Regions from separate parts of the Sus scrofa genome. Here regions 2 and 3 are each linked to region 1. The links are chromatin contacts, called in public HiChIP or PLAC-seq maps. All regions are on one chromosome and are shown on one strand. The core of a region is the stretch at or near the end of the contact, and the rest is flanking DNA. Distances in the headings are between cores, read along the strand shown.

Region 1 (4,375 bases), core at 1,222-3,721:
TGTGCTGTAGGCCAGCAGCTGTAGCTCAGACTCGACCCCAAGTGTGGGAAACTCCATATGTTGCAAGTGCAGCCCTAAAAAGACAAAAGTCAAAAGACAACAACAACAAACAAAAATTCCAAACAGGGAGTTCGCTTTGTGCTCAGTGGAAATGAATCCAACCAGTATCCATGAGGATGCGGTTTTGATCCCTGGCCTCACTCTGTTGGTTAAGGATCCTGCATTGCTGTGGCTGTGGTGTAGGTCAGCAGCTGCAGTTCCGACTCGGCACCCAGCCTGGGAACTTTCATATGCTGCGGGTGCAGCCCTAAAAGGAAAAAGAATTCCAAACAAGTGCACTAGTTTCTCTTCTTTCTCTTGAAAAGAGCGATGGACTGTGCATCAGGGTATGAGAGTTCTGCTGCTTCCCAACTGTGTGACTTTGAGCAAGTGTCTTAACCTGTCTGAGCTAATGAAGCTCACACCAACTGCCTCACCAAAAATATAGTGTATGGGGAAGGCTAGCAAGGAGCTGGAGCCCTGGGAGGCAGTCAGTGAGAGCAGTTTTATCTGAAGATTTTGCCTTGCCCGCCCTGGTCTCCTGCTGTGCTTGCAAAGGACACATGCGCTCCCACTCTGATCTCTCTGCAGGTAAGGGCCAGATTCTGGAACACACTGAGGCTTTAGGATTGCCTCTTGCCAGGCTTCTGACACCCTGGTTCACCTTAGAGAGGAACAGATGAGCCCCTGGGGTGGAGAGCAATTTCTCTCCTTCTTCTTTTTTTTTGTCCTTTTTACGGCTGCACCTGCAGCTTATAGATGTTCCTAGGCCAGGGGTTGAGTTAGAGCTGCAGCCGCAGGCCTACTTCACAGCCACAGCAACACTGGATCTGAACTGCATCTGCAAACTACGCCTCAGCTTGCGGCAACTCCAGATCCTTAACCTGCTGAGCGAGGCCAGGGGCAGAACCCACATCTTCTCAGAGACTATGTTGCATCCTTAACCTGCTAAGTGAGCCACAGTGGGAAGTCTGACAGCAACTTCTTTATGACTGTTTCGGAAGTGGCAGTATAGGGAGTATGTATAGGACATACATAACAGAATCTGATTGTTTGCGCTAGAAGGATCCTCAGAGGTTATTCTCCCAGTTTACAGGTGTAGACACTGAGGCCCTGGTACCTGATAATATCAGGATGGCATGAAAGCCAAATACCAGAGGCTTCCATGGTCTCCACTTGTGTTTTGAGCAAGAGAAGTGGGAACAGAATGAAAGGGATAATGGGTTATTCTAGGACACACTGGCTCAAGGTCAGGCCTTTGACTGAGGCCTCAGACTTTGGAGGGCTCCAAAACAGCCTTCTCTTGGACCCAGTCTACCAGATCTCCAGGCAAAGCAGTAGCTCTGCCTGGTTGAGACAGAGAGAAGGAAGCTTTGAAGTCAGTAACTCAGGGTCACTTGTCTGGCCTGGCTCCATCTGGCAATGTTGACTCTGAGGCAGTGAAGAGGAGAGCTGGGAACACAGGACAGAAAGAGGTGGCTAGTATTTGAGTGAGTTGGTGTGGCTGGCAAAGTGTGTGTGTGTGTTGGGGGCAGGGGCTAGGGTCAGAGTTTTACTAAATAAAACCCAGTCCAGCTGGTATGTCTCATTTCAAGAAAATGGGTGAAGAGAGAAAGACTTTGGTTGTTTATGGCAAAACCAATCAGTACTGTCTTTTGCATGAAAGCAGACAAAAATGGAACTGTTTGCTTTAGTTTATTCAGCCCAGGCTGCCAGAGTACTGTCTGATAAGCATCAGTGATTGTCCTTGAGCACCGGGTGTGACCCAAGCCTTTACCATTATTTCACCCAAGCCTCTTGGCAGCCCTGTTACTGTTAAAGCTACCGTTTTGGAGGGGAGGAAACAGGCTCTGGCTATGCTGAATGACTTTGAGGACTACCAGCTTGACATTTTGGGGAGAAGTAGTAGTTTTTCAATTCTTGACTAGGGTCAGTTTACATAACACGTGGAGGGGACAGGAGAATCTGAGAGCGAATCTGAGGAGACCCGAGGTGCCCAAGGCCTTGGTTTAGGAACGCGGAACGCGCCCTGCTTAATGCGCCTTGGAGTTTCAGCCCAGCCCACGCGAAGGATGCAGGAGCTTGCTCGATTTGCCTTTTTGGGTTTAAGCTGATGTGTCAGCAAGTGACACCCTGGTTTAAATAGGGCATCCTGGAGAGAAGTGTTTTCCTCCCTAACGGCTTCCCTAATCCTCCAGCTCCCACTGCCGCTCGAAGGTCCCGGTGGGTTTTACACCCGTCTCTTTCCAGTCGAGCTGAGCTAGCTTCCCGCGTCGCTCAGGGAAGCGCGGGCTAGGCGCGGGGGCGGGGTCCGGGCTGAGGCAGGGCCAGAGGAGGAGTTCTGCCCGGCATGGCCCCGCCTCTTCCCGAAGAGGTCCAATAGGGTGGTGGGCCCCGGAAGCCCCGCCCGGCCCGGCCCGGCCCGGCCCGCGCGACCCGCGCCTGGCAGGCCTCGGCAGCCCGCCACCAGCCAGCCGGGAGCAGCGGCCGGCGCTCGGATCTCGCTCGCCCCTGTTCGTCCGTCCGCGCGCGCCTGCCAGCCAGCCAGCCTGCCCGCCCGCCCGCCCGCCTGTCTGCTCGGGATGGCTGGTTACCTGCGAGTCGTACGCTCGCTCTGCCGAGCTTCCGGCTCCGGGCCGGCCTGGGCGCCGGCAGCCTTGACAGCCCCCAACTTGCAAGAGCAGCCGCGGCGCCACTGTGAGTGCCACGAGGAGGGTCCGGGCGGGGTGCGCGCCCGGCACCGCGACGTGGCGGCCTTCCGGGCGGGGACCAGCGAGCGCCACCTGGGAAGCTCGCGGGCCGGGTACGGCGGGACAGGGCACAAAAGAGCAGGAGGACGGAGATGTGCTTCCCTGCCCCTCCTTCCAGGCCGTGCCAGGCGCAGGGGTGGGGACTTGAACGAAGGGGGCAACTGGTGGCCCGGGCGATACCAGCCCTGCTATCCCGCGCCCCTAAAAATTCCTGTAGGAGGTGCTGGGGGGTGTCCGGGGCTCGGAGGGTATCCTGCCGGTTCTGCGCCCCTGGAGGGAGACAAAGCAACCGAGTGGGGGCCGGAGCGCCCGGCCCGCTTTCCCCGCGAGAGGGAGGGTCGCGCGCGGTCCCTGCTCAGACAAAGGAGGGGAGAGAAGGGGCATCCACTTCCCTTCCTTCTCAGCCAGGCACTTAGTAATCCCTCCTCAATGTCAGGCCCTCGTCTGCTATTTTTGGAGCCTTTTACGTGACAGCTGGAGGAGTGTCCTTTTAATTTTCCCCTTTTGTTTGGACGCCCCTCCTTCTCCTTCAACGCACTTGAAGCTCCATCCTGGGGCCTCTCCTTGGCTTGACCTGCCTCTTCTCGCTAGCCAGCTCCTGCGGCGCCTGTGCTGCTGGTTGGCCCTGCCGGCTCTCCCGACAGGGAGCCCTGGCGGCCGAGCCAAAATGTCACCTTCCCAATCTTTCGTCACAGCTTCTGTGGTACTCTTAGTCCTCTGCTTGGAGAGAAGACGGCAGGCTTAGTGAGCAGGTCATAATAAGCAGGACTTAGCCTGAACTTCCATTACCAAGGCAGGGCTACGCGGTTTGGCAGGTGGGCATCGATCTGCGCCCTGGCTCTCCATCGCTGGCTACAAAAGACAGGGAACAATGTGGATCCTTTAGGTCTAATGACCGTTGTCATGGAAACCCCTATCCTGTCCTGGCCAACAACCCCTTGGAGTGAGGAAGAGGGAGTGGTGTGCAGGCAGTTTGGTCTTACTGCTAGAAGTAGGTAATCTTTAACCTAGTGTGGGAGCAGCTGACAGGAGCTGGGAGGGGAGGGGAGGGGGGAGAGAAGAGCTCAGGCCCTGGCACCCCTGCTTCCCCTTTCAAGGAGAAAGGGGGCATTTCTGCTTTTATACTTATGGGATTTGTCTCTAAGGGGTCAGCCTGGCAAGTCCAAGGTTCCAAGTGTCCCCAGGCCTCAAACAAAATTTCCCATATGGCACCACCTTCAGCAAAATATGGTGGAAATTAGCTACATTTTCCCAATTCTTTTTTCTGCATGGATGGTGAAAAAAGAAACCAAAACCTCCATACGAATAAGAAAACAAAGCCCCTTTGGGGGCCTGAATTTTAGTACCAGATAAAAGAGCAGTCAGTTGCAGGTTCTAGAAGCCTCCCACCCCTAAGTGGGATTGGTTACTAATGAACTGCTTGGTTTTTGAGTTGTACGTGCAACTGTGCAATTGTGACCTCTGCTAGCTTGTTACTTGGCAACAGTGCTAGAGACAGAATACTTGGCATTTCCCTTGAAGACAAGGAAAGAATACACTTTGGCTAAAATACCCTTATGTTTTTGCTACTGGGTCATTCCCACCAT
Region 2 (4,624 bases), core at 1,848-4,347, 170 kb before region 1:
CAGCAAGTTACAAACCCGACTAGTATCCAAGAGGATTTGGGTTTGATCCCTGGCCCCACGCAGTGGGTTAAGGATCCAGCATTGCTGTGAGCTGTGGTGTAGGTCACAGATGTGGCTAGGATCTGGCATTGCTGTGGCTGTGGTATAGGCCGGCAGCTGCATCTCCAATTAGACCCCTAGCCTGGGAACTTCCATGTACCATACATTCAGCCCTAAATAAAATAAAATAAAATAAATGTCAGATGTAAGGAAATATCCACAGGACTCAGCAGCTGGTTTATTTAGGTGTGAGATGGGGAAGGAGAGTCAAAATGATTCTAAGGTTTTCAAGCCTGACTAGCACAGCCCTAAGAAGAATTAAGTCAGAGGATGTTAGTTCAAAGATATTACTGCACAGAAATCTGCTTTGACCATGCTGATCACCCTTGTGGACAGCTCTTCCTCAGGACACTCCATTTACAAGTTTCTACCCTTGTTCTCATTTAGTTTCTTTCATGAGCTAGTGACTCTAACCAGCATCTCCTTTCAATTTCTCAGACCATTGGGGTCTTTCATGTGCCAATCATTGTGCTACCACTACAGGACACATTACAGAGAAATAAAATACGCACCTCCTCCCCCTCCCCCGCCACCGAGGTTCTCTGAGGTTCTTCACCCCACTGCAACCCTACATGTCTTTTCTTTTTTGTGTGTGTGGGCTTTTTTGTCTTTTTAGGGATGCACCCGAAGCATATGTAAGTTTCCAGGCTAGGGATTGAACTGGAGCTATAGCTGCCAGCCTACACCACAGCCACAGCAACGCCAGGTCCAAGCCTCGTTCGAAAGACCTATGCCACAGCTTGCAGCAATGCTGGATCCTTAACCCACTGAGCGAGGCCAGGGATCAAACCCGCATCCTCTTGGATGCTAGTTGGGTTCTTAACCCACTGAGCCACAGCAGGAGCTCACCCTACACTTGTATCTGCAGGATATTACAAGCAGGATTTCCTACTAGTATCTTAACCTCAACCTACCCGAACTTGAACACATCAACTTCCCCCACCAAAGCCATTCCTCTTTCTAATTTTTTTTCTCATTTCCATTCAATGGTTATACGATAATTTTTTTTTTTTCCCTAGGGCCACACCCACGGCACAGGGAGGTTCCTAGGCTAGGGGTCAAATCAGAGCTGTAGCCGCTGGCCTACACCACAGCCACAGCAACACGGGATCTGAGCCGCATCTGCAATGCCAGATCCTTAACCCACTGAGCAATGCCAAGGACTGAACTCACAACCTCATGGTTCCTAGTCGGATTCGTTAACCACTGAGCCATGATGGGAACTCCATGTGATAAATATTTATTAAGCACATGCTTAGTGTCTGTCTCTAAGTTAGGTACTCACTGGGTATACGGTGTTGGACAAAATAGGTATATCCCTGTCCTCAAGGACCTTCCAATCTAGCAGAAAATACAAACATTAAACAAATGACTATATATGTCATCCATTACAATTACAGTAACAGCATTATTTTCCTATTAACTCAAGTTAAAAATCTCAAACTCAGTTTTGCTTCTTCCTGATTCTTTTACAACTAATTGATAAGTCTTTGAGTCTTCTTTCACCATGACTTAAAAATCTATCAACTTTCTTTCACTTTCACTGCCATCAATTTTGTGTGCACCTTTATTACTTCAATCTGATCTATGTTCTCCTAACTGGCCTTCTTGTTTCTTATTTACTCAACTTCACACATGGCTATTAGAAACATCTTCAAGTATTGTTTCATGCCACATGTGGAAGTAAGAAAATTTTTTTGTTTTTGTTTTTTGCTTTTAGGGCCAAATGTGCAGCATAAGGAAGTTCCCAGGATAGGGATCAAATTGGAGCTACAGATGCCCACCAGCTGACACCACAGCCACAGAAACTTGGGATCCAAGCCAGGTGTGTGACCTACATCACAGCTCACAGCAATGCCAGATCCTTAACCCACTGAGCGAGGCCAGGGATCGAACCCACGTCCTCAGGGATACTAGTCTAGTCGGATTTGTTACCACTGAGCCACAAAGGGAATGCATGGGAGGAAAACTCTTTAATGGCTGCCTAATACCTACTGTGTAACTTCTGATCACCCTCTTACCTGTTGCAGGACTTATCCTTCCCTGGTTCCTCAACTTTCCTGCAGGTCCTTCTGCCTGGAACATCCTCTCCCATCTCCAAGGAAAATACGCTTATCTTCACACTCCAGCTCTTTGAAATTCCTAGATCACTCTAGCTAGAAATGATTGTTTCAGGCACCCTAGCTAGCACTTATTTACCACACATATTCTCTATGTAGTATTTTGTGTCATATGCTCCCACTGAAGTGTAAGATCCCTAAGGACAGAGATGTCACAACCATCTTTCCATTCCCATTGATGCCTGGCACTAGTGGCGTCTCCCTTGCCTGTTTGGGTAGGGGGTAGGGGGTGGGGGAAGGCTGGCCAGGTCACCCCACGGAGCTCTCACTGCCCTGATTTTTCTCCTGGTGCTTCATTTTGGACCTGCTCCAGAAGCTCCAAGGACAATACCAAGGGACAAGAGCACGCTCAAAGGAACTCAGTTAAGAAAGAACTATGCACCCAGTGAATGCTAACCTGCTGATACAGTAAAGGCCCCGGAGTGGCGGGCACTGACCTGCTCCAGCAGATAGATGAGCTGGTCTCGGGCCAGTCTCTTGAGCATGGAGAAGTCAGGCAGCTCTGGCGCGTCCGGCCGATGGGGAAAAGCCATGGCGCCGGTCACCTGAGCTGCAGGTGGAAGGAGGAGGAGGACCTCCGATCTGAGAAGGCCGGCAGCAGCCCAGGGTCCACGCAGGACGCCTCTTCTGTAGGGACCAGCACGGACTTCCAAAGGGCCCCTGACGGGGCCCTCGCTCTTCAACCACACGTGGGGAATGAATGGCGACCTCTTGCCCAGGCAGCCGCAGCCTCGGGGGACCTAGTCTCAGGCCCGTAGCCAAAGGGTTCCGCCCCGCCCCTCCCGGTCCACCTGGCTCAGCAGCATTCGGGGCTACACCCGCAAAGCTACCCGCCTCCTGCCGGAGAGAGCGAGAGAGGCGACTTCCTGGCCGTCCCGGAAGTCCCGAGCGCCCGCCTGTCGCTTAGCTTATTCAGAAAGGACGGCATCCTAGGAGGGACATTTGAAAACGAGCGCAACGCGTCCATGTGGCTGTCCAATTCCTGACCAGAGGCGATAAAAGGAGTATACCTTAAACTAACTTCTAAGGGTACATCCAGTTCTCCCGGCTCACTCAAGCAAACGTTGGGCACTTGCTCGATTTTCAGAATTTCGTGAAATGGGCGAAACCAACTCGGAATCCGAAGGGCACTGTGAGCCCTGGGGATTTTGGCTGTCAATCAAATCTACAACACAAATTTAGCTGAGAACTGGGCGGTCTCCTTTCTTCCAAACCGCTACAGGTGAGAGGCGTGGAAATTGCGGGCGGGTGTGAGGGGAGAGAAGAGAAACGCTTTTGGAGCCAATGGAAGCTGTCTCGCCAGCTGTGACCCTTCAATACCGGAGTTTTGACTTATTAATGCCCTTCGTGGGAAAATGGATAAAACGGTGGTATATTCATACAAAAATAACTAAGTGAAAGTAGCCAGACTCAGAGTGGCATCTGTATGCCATTTATATCAGGGTGGGGTTTTTGTCTTTTTAGGGCTGCACCGCAGCAAATGGAAGTGCCCAGGCTAGGGTCTAATTGGGGCTGCAGCTGCCCGCTTACACCACAGCCATATCCGACCCTCATTGGCGACATACACCGCAGCTTACCGCAACGCGGGATCCTTAACCCACTGCGCAGGCCAGGGATTGAACCAGTATCCTCATGGATACTAGTTGGGTTCTTAACCACTAAGCCATAATGGCAACTTCTATATCAGGTTCTTGAACACGAAACACTATACCGAAAAAAAATTTCAGAAAAGCTACAAAAATTGGGAAGAAAATTAGGGAATTTTCAGGAGTGATGGTAAATCTCTATATGTATATTTACCTTCTTAAAAAAAAAACTAAACTTACAAGATATTATAATGGACAGATCTGGCTGACAATACTTGTACTTACTAATCAGCTGTAACATCACATCATCATCTCCTGGTGAGATACATAGGAAATAGAAAGCATCACCTGTTGCCAAAAGCCAAAACTGATCAAGCTTCAGGATCTAAACTACCAGCTCATAGGAAACAGAGGTTAGTAGGAACATGATAAAAGACATCAGGAGTTCCCACTCTGACGCAGTAGGTTAAGAATTGGACTGCAGAGGCTCTGGTCATTGCAGAAGCTCGGGTTTGATTTCTGGGCTGGAGCAGTGGGTTAAAAGGATCCGGTGTTGGGGAAGTTCCATATGGCACAGGTGGGGCCATTAAAATAAAAAAAAAAATTTAATAAAGCTCATCTAGTATTTATTGAGCTTCCTCCCAGCCCTTCCCCTTAGTTAGATCAGAATCTCAGCTGCACAGAGGTAGAAGCTGCTCTTGGCAGATGAGTGACACATATATACCCTCCAGGTCATACAGTTTGCCAGACTCTTGAGCATGGCCCCAAGAATGCTGTGAGGTGCCCATTCCACTCACTTTCTCTCCAGCTTAGGCAGAA
Region 3 (4,308 bases), core at 1,684-4,183, 190 kb after region 1:
GAGTGGGGGCAGGGATCGAATCTGTGTCCTCAAGAATACTAGTCAGGTGTGTTACCTGAGCCACAACAGCAACTCCAGATTACTCTTCTGAAGAAAGGATTTAGAGCAGTATTGTCTGATAGAACTCTCTGCGATGATGAAAAGCTTCTGTGTGGGTCCTGGCCAGAATGGTAGCCACTGCCCACATGTTGCTAGCTATTGAGTTTTGAAATGTGTCTAGTGAGACTGAAGAATTGAATTTTAAATTTTGTTTAGGTTTAATTCAAATTTTAATAGTCACCTATAACTAGGGGCTGCCATAAAAGGCGGTAAAGATTTGGAGCCCTTTGAAGGGGAAGATGATACAGAAGGGGGAGGAGGAAGAGGTGTGCCTGCCTGTGGCTGGGACCAGGATTTTTTGGTTTGTTTTTCATCTGCGGCATATGAAGTTTCCAGGCCAGGGGTCGAATCTGAGCTGCAGCTGCCAGCCTAAACCACAGCCACAGCAAAGGCAGATCCAAGCTGCATCTTCGACCCATGCCACAGCTCAGGTTTGACTATAACCTCCCCATTGCTCTCCCTCACCCCCAGCCCCCGCCACCACCCCCGGCAAGGCCCTGGCAGCCACAGTTATACTCTCTGCTTCTATGAGTTTGAATTTTTTTTTTTTGTCTTTTGTCTTTTTTGGGCCGCACCCCTGGCATATGGAGGTCCCCAGGCTAGGGGTCAAATCGGAGCTGTAGCTACTGGTCTATACCACAGCCACAGCAACATGAGATTTGAGCCTCATCTTCGACCTAGACCACAGCTCACACAATGCCAGATTCTTAACCCACTGAGGGAGGCCAGGGATCGAACTCGTGTCCTCATGGATACCAGTTGGGTTCTTTAACCACTGAGCCAGGACAGGAACTCTGAGTTTGAATATTTTAGATTCCTCATGCAGTGTTTGTCTTTCTTTGTCTGGCTTCTTTCACTTCCAAGTTCATCCATGTTGTTGCAAATGGCAGGGTCTCCTTTTTTTTAAGCCTAATACATTTTAAGCCTGATACAATATTCCATTGTATCCATATATCACATTTTCTTCTTCCATTCAACCTTCTTTCATTCATGAGGTTATGTCCATAACCTCATGGACATTAGGTTGCTTCCATATTTTGGCTATTGTGAATAATGCTGCAAGGAACATGGGAATGCAGATTACCCCTTTCTTTCCTTAATTTTTTTCTTTTTGCCTGCATCCACAGCAGGTTGAAGGTCTCAGTCTAGGGATCATCGAAACTGTACCACAGTTGCAGCCTCTGCCATAGCTGTGGCAAAACCAGATTCTTAACCTGCTGTACCACAAGAGAATTTCCTTTTTTTCCCCTGTTTTTTAAGGTTTTATTGTTGTTGATTTATAATGTTGTGATAATTCCTGCTGCACAGCAAAGTGATTCAGCTTTACATATACACATATCCATTCTTTTTCAGATTCGTTTCCCATATTGTAGATATCCTTTTGGTATCACAGATTTCAATTCCTTTGGACATAAACCCAGAAGTGAGACTGCTGGATCATTTGGTGGTTCTATATTTAATTTCTTGAGAAAATTGCATAGTGTTTACCACAGTGGCTGCACCAATTTATATTCCCATCAATGCTGTACAAGAATTCTCCTTTCTCCATATCCTTGCTAACTAACACTTATCTTTTGTCTTTTTTTTTGGCCAGGCCCACGGCATGTGGAAGTTCCCGGGCCAGGGATTGAACCTAGCCTGCTGCAGTGACAAGCCAGATCCTTAACTCACTGTGCCACAAGGGAACTCCTATCTTCTATCTTTTTGATAACCCATTCTAAGAGGTGGGGGGTGATATGTCATTGTGATTTTGGTTTGCATTCCCCTGATGATTGGTGACGCTGAGTAGCTTTTCATATAAATTTTGGGCATGCATATGTCTCCTTTGAAGAAATTTCTTTGCCCCCCCCCCTTATCTGGCTGTATCTGTGGCTTACAAAAGTTCCTGGGCCAAGGGTCCAACTCAAGCTGCTGCAGTGAAAACACTAGATCCTTAACCCACTGGGCCATAAGGAAACTCCATCTTTGCCCTCCTCCCTTTTTTTTTTTTTTTTTTTTTTTTGGTTTTGTTTTTTAGGGCCACACCTACTGCACATCGAGGTTCCCAGGCTAAGGGTTGAATCGGAGCTGTAGCTGCCGGCCTACACCACAGCCACTGCAACTCTGGATCTGAGCGGAGTTCAACCTACACCACAGCTCACGGCAACTCTGGATCCTTAACCCACTGAAAGAGGCCAGGGATGGAACTAGTGTCCTCATGGATACTAGTCAGATTCCTCTCCCCTGCGCCACAACAGTAACTCCCTAGAGTGAGCTTATTAAATCTTTACAACTCCTCTGACACTGACCCCATCTCATAGAGGAGGAGGCACGGGCTCAGAGAGGTTGAAGAACTTGTCCAAGCTCACCTGGCTGGGATTCTAACCATGGTAAGTCGCTGATCTGACATCTCAGCTCAGGCTCCTTTGCTACAGGTCCCCAGAGCTCTTCCCTCAGCCGCTCTGCGACCTCGCGCGTGGGGCGTAAAAAGAGCGACTCTGTGCTTAACCACTGCGCCGTCCCTGAGGGCTGTTCCCATTTTTCCGTTCCTGCTTCCTGGAATCCCATCCTTTCAGAGCTGACCGTACTAGCTCTCTTGGCCTCAATTTCCCTTGCGCGTGTGTGAGGCCTAGGTCTCCCTCTAGGAACAAGGAAGAGGGAGAGAACGAGAAGGGCGTGGCTCCACTCCCCGCCCTATCCCCACCCGCGGCAGAAGGCCAAGGCCGGGTCCCTGCAGGAGCCGGCCTCCCACCAAGCAAAGTCCCGCGGGCAGAAATGGAGCTCGGCCCCTTTAAATCCCGCGCGGGAACGCCCGCAGCCGCGCCGGACCCGGATCTGCGGCTGGGAATTGCCAGTCTCGGCGTGTGCTCCCTGCGCGGCTCCTCGCAGCGCCTTCCGCCCCGCGTGCCGGCTCAGTGCCCCGGGCCGCGAGGGCTCCGCGCCCGTGGGGAGAATGAGCCGCATCTACCACGACAGCGCCCTCCAGAACAAAGCGGTGCAGAGCGCGCGGCTGCCTGGGGCCTGGGACCCCGCCGCCCACCAGGGGTAGGCTCCGCCCGCATCTCCCTCCGCCTCCCGGGCCGGCCTGCGTCGGATCCCTAGGCTCCGCGTCGATCCCGGGCTCCCTGATTGGCAGGGGAAGGGGGGCGCCACCAAGATCGGGTACGGCTGGGAGGAAAGGCGGGGCTCACCGAAGGTCCCCTGGGCTCCAGACCGCTCTTCCCAGTGCTCCCCTCGGAGCGCACCCCTTAAGCCTTAAAACTCACAGAGGGTCGGTCCTGACTCCCAAACAGCGCTCATAAGACGGCGATTGCTTACCAACCTTTGTCTTTATCCCGCGCTGGCATATATCGGCTATAAACTTCACCACTTGCCCCTGCCTTGCCTTTAGGCCTTTTGCACACGGTGCACTCCGCTTCAGTAGGGACTGTGTGGTGCTGTGACCGGAACAGCGGGTGGGAGTTGGCCTGGGAGGGAGGGCCAGGCTTGCCTGGAGGCTTGAGTTGGATCCGGAGGGCCAGGCCCTACCATCACTGGCACGGAGAACAGAGAACGACTAGACCACTCCATTTGCAATTACAAATACAACTGAATGAAGGGATTAGCGGGATAGATAGGGGCGAGTGAGGTACTGGGAGTTTTAACTTTTCAGCCCCATCTCTTCACCTGCCCCACCCCTCTCCCATTTACGTGGTTCCAAAAAGGAAGTCCCCAGGTTCTGCTTTTGTGAGAATTAGGATTGGCAAGCCAGGGTCTGGTTCCCTTTAATGAGGGACTCTGATTTTTTTGTTTTGTTTTTTTGTTTGTTTTTTTAGGGCCTCTCCCACAGCATATGGAAATTCCCAGGCTAGGGGTTGAAGGGAGCTGCAACTGCAGACCTATGCCACAGCTACGGCAATGCCAGATCCTTAACCCATTGAGCAAGGCCAGGGATGGAACCCGAGACCTCAAGGATACTAGCAGGGTTTGTTAAGGCTGAGCCACGATGGGAACTCCTGGGACCCTCTGATCTTGGCCTAGTCACAAACCTTCTGAGTCTGGGTTTCCCCATTTCTAAAGTGGACATGAATGAGAGCGGGAGTGTGAAAGTGCTTTAGAAGTTCTCTTGTGCACAGAGGGTTAAGGACCCTGTGTTGTCACTGCAGCAGCTGTGGTCACTGCTCTGGTGTGGATGCCATCCCTGGCCTTCCATGGGAACTTCCATGTGCCACGAGGGCAGCCAAAAAATAA

The links. HiChIP or PLAC-seq counts read pairs in DNA pulled down with a chosen protein or histone mark.
Region 2: a contact with region 1 is called in an H3K27ac HiChIP or PLAC-seq map of alveolar macrophages. The contact joins the promoter of VPS33B here to the promoter of IDH2 in region 1. A contact is called at or near these places in 1 of 47 Hi-C or Micro-C datasets (liver) and 1 of 2 datasets of contacts at active chromatin or transcription factors (alveolar macrophages).
Region 3: an H3K27ac HiChIP or PLAC-seq map of alveolar macrophages shows a contact between it and region 1. The contact joins the promoter of ARPIN here to the promoter of IDH2 in region 1. A contact is called at or near these places in 1 of 5 promoter capture datasets (liver), 1 of 47 Hi-C or Micro-C datasets (heart right ventricle) and 1 of 2 datasets of contacts at active chromatin or transcription factors (alveolar macrophages).

The regions. Positions count from the first base shown.
Region 1 is chr7:55,673,667-55,678,041 of Sscrofa11.1, reverse strand. It overlaps IDH2 (isocitrate dehydrogenase (NADP(+)) 2, mitochondrial), which reads left to right and starts at 2,471. Exons shown (of 11, transcript NM_001164007.1): 1 at 2,471-2,736. The coding sequence starts at 2,622.
Region 2 is chr7:55,839,085-55,843,708 of Sscrofa11.1, reverse strand. VPS33B (vacuolar protein sorting-associated protein 33B) reads right to left here and starts at 3,097. Exons shown (of 23, transcript XM_021098980.1): 1 at 2,657-3,097. The coding sequence starts at 2,752. LOC110261558 (a long non-coding RNA gene) reads left to right here and starts at 3,158. Exons shown (of 2, transcript XR_002345812.1): 1 at 3,158-3,441.
Region 3 is chr7:55,482,160-55,486,467 of Sscrofa11.1, reverse strand. It overlaps ARPIN (actin-related protein 2/3 complex inhibitor), which reads left to right and starts at 2,933. Exons shown (of 6, transcript NM_001244544.1): 1 at 2,933-3,123. The coding sequence starts at 3,032.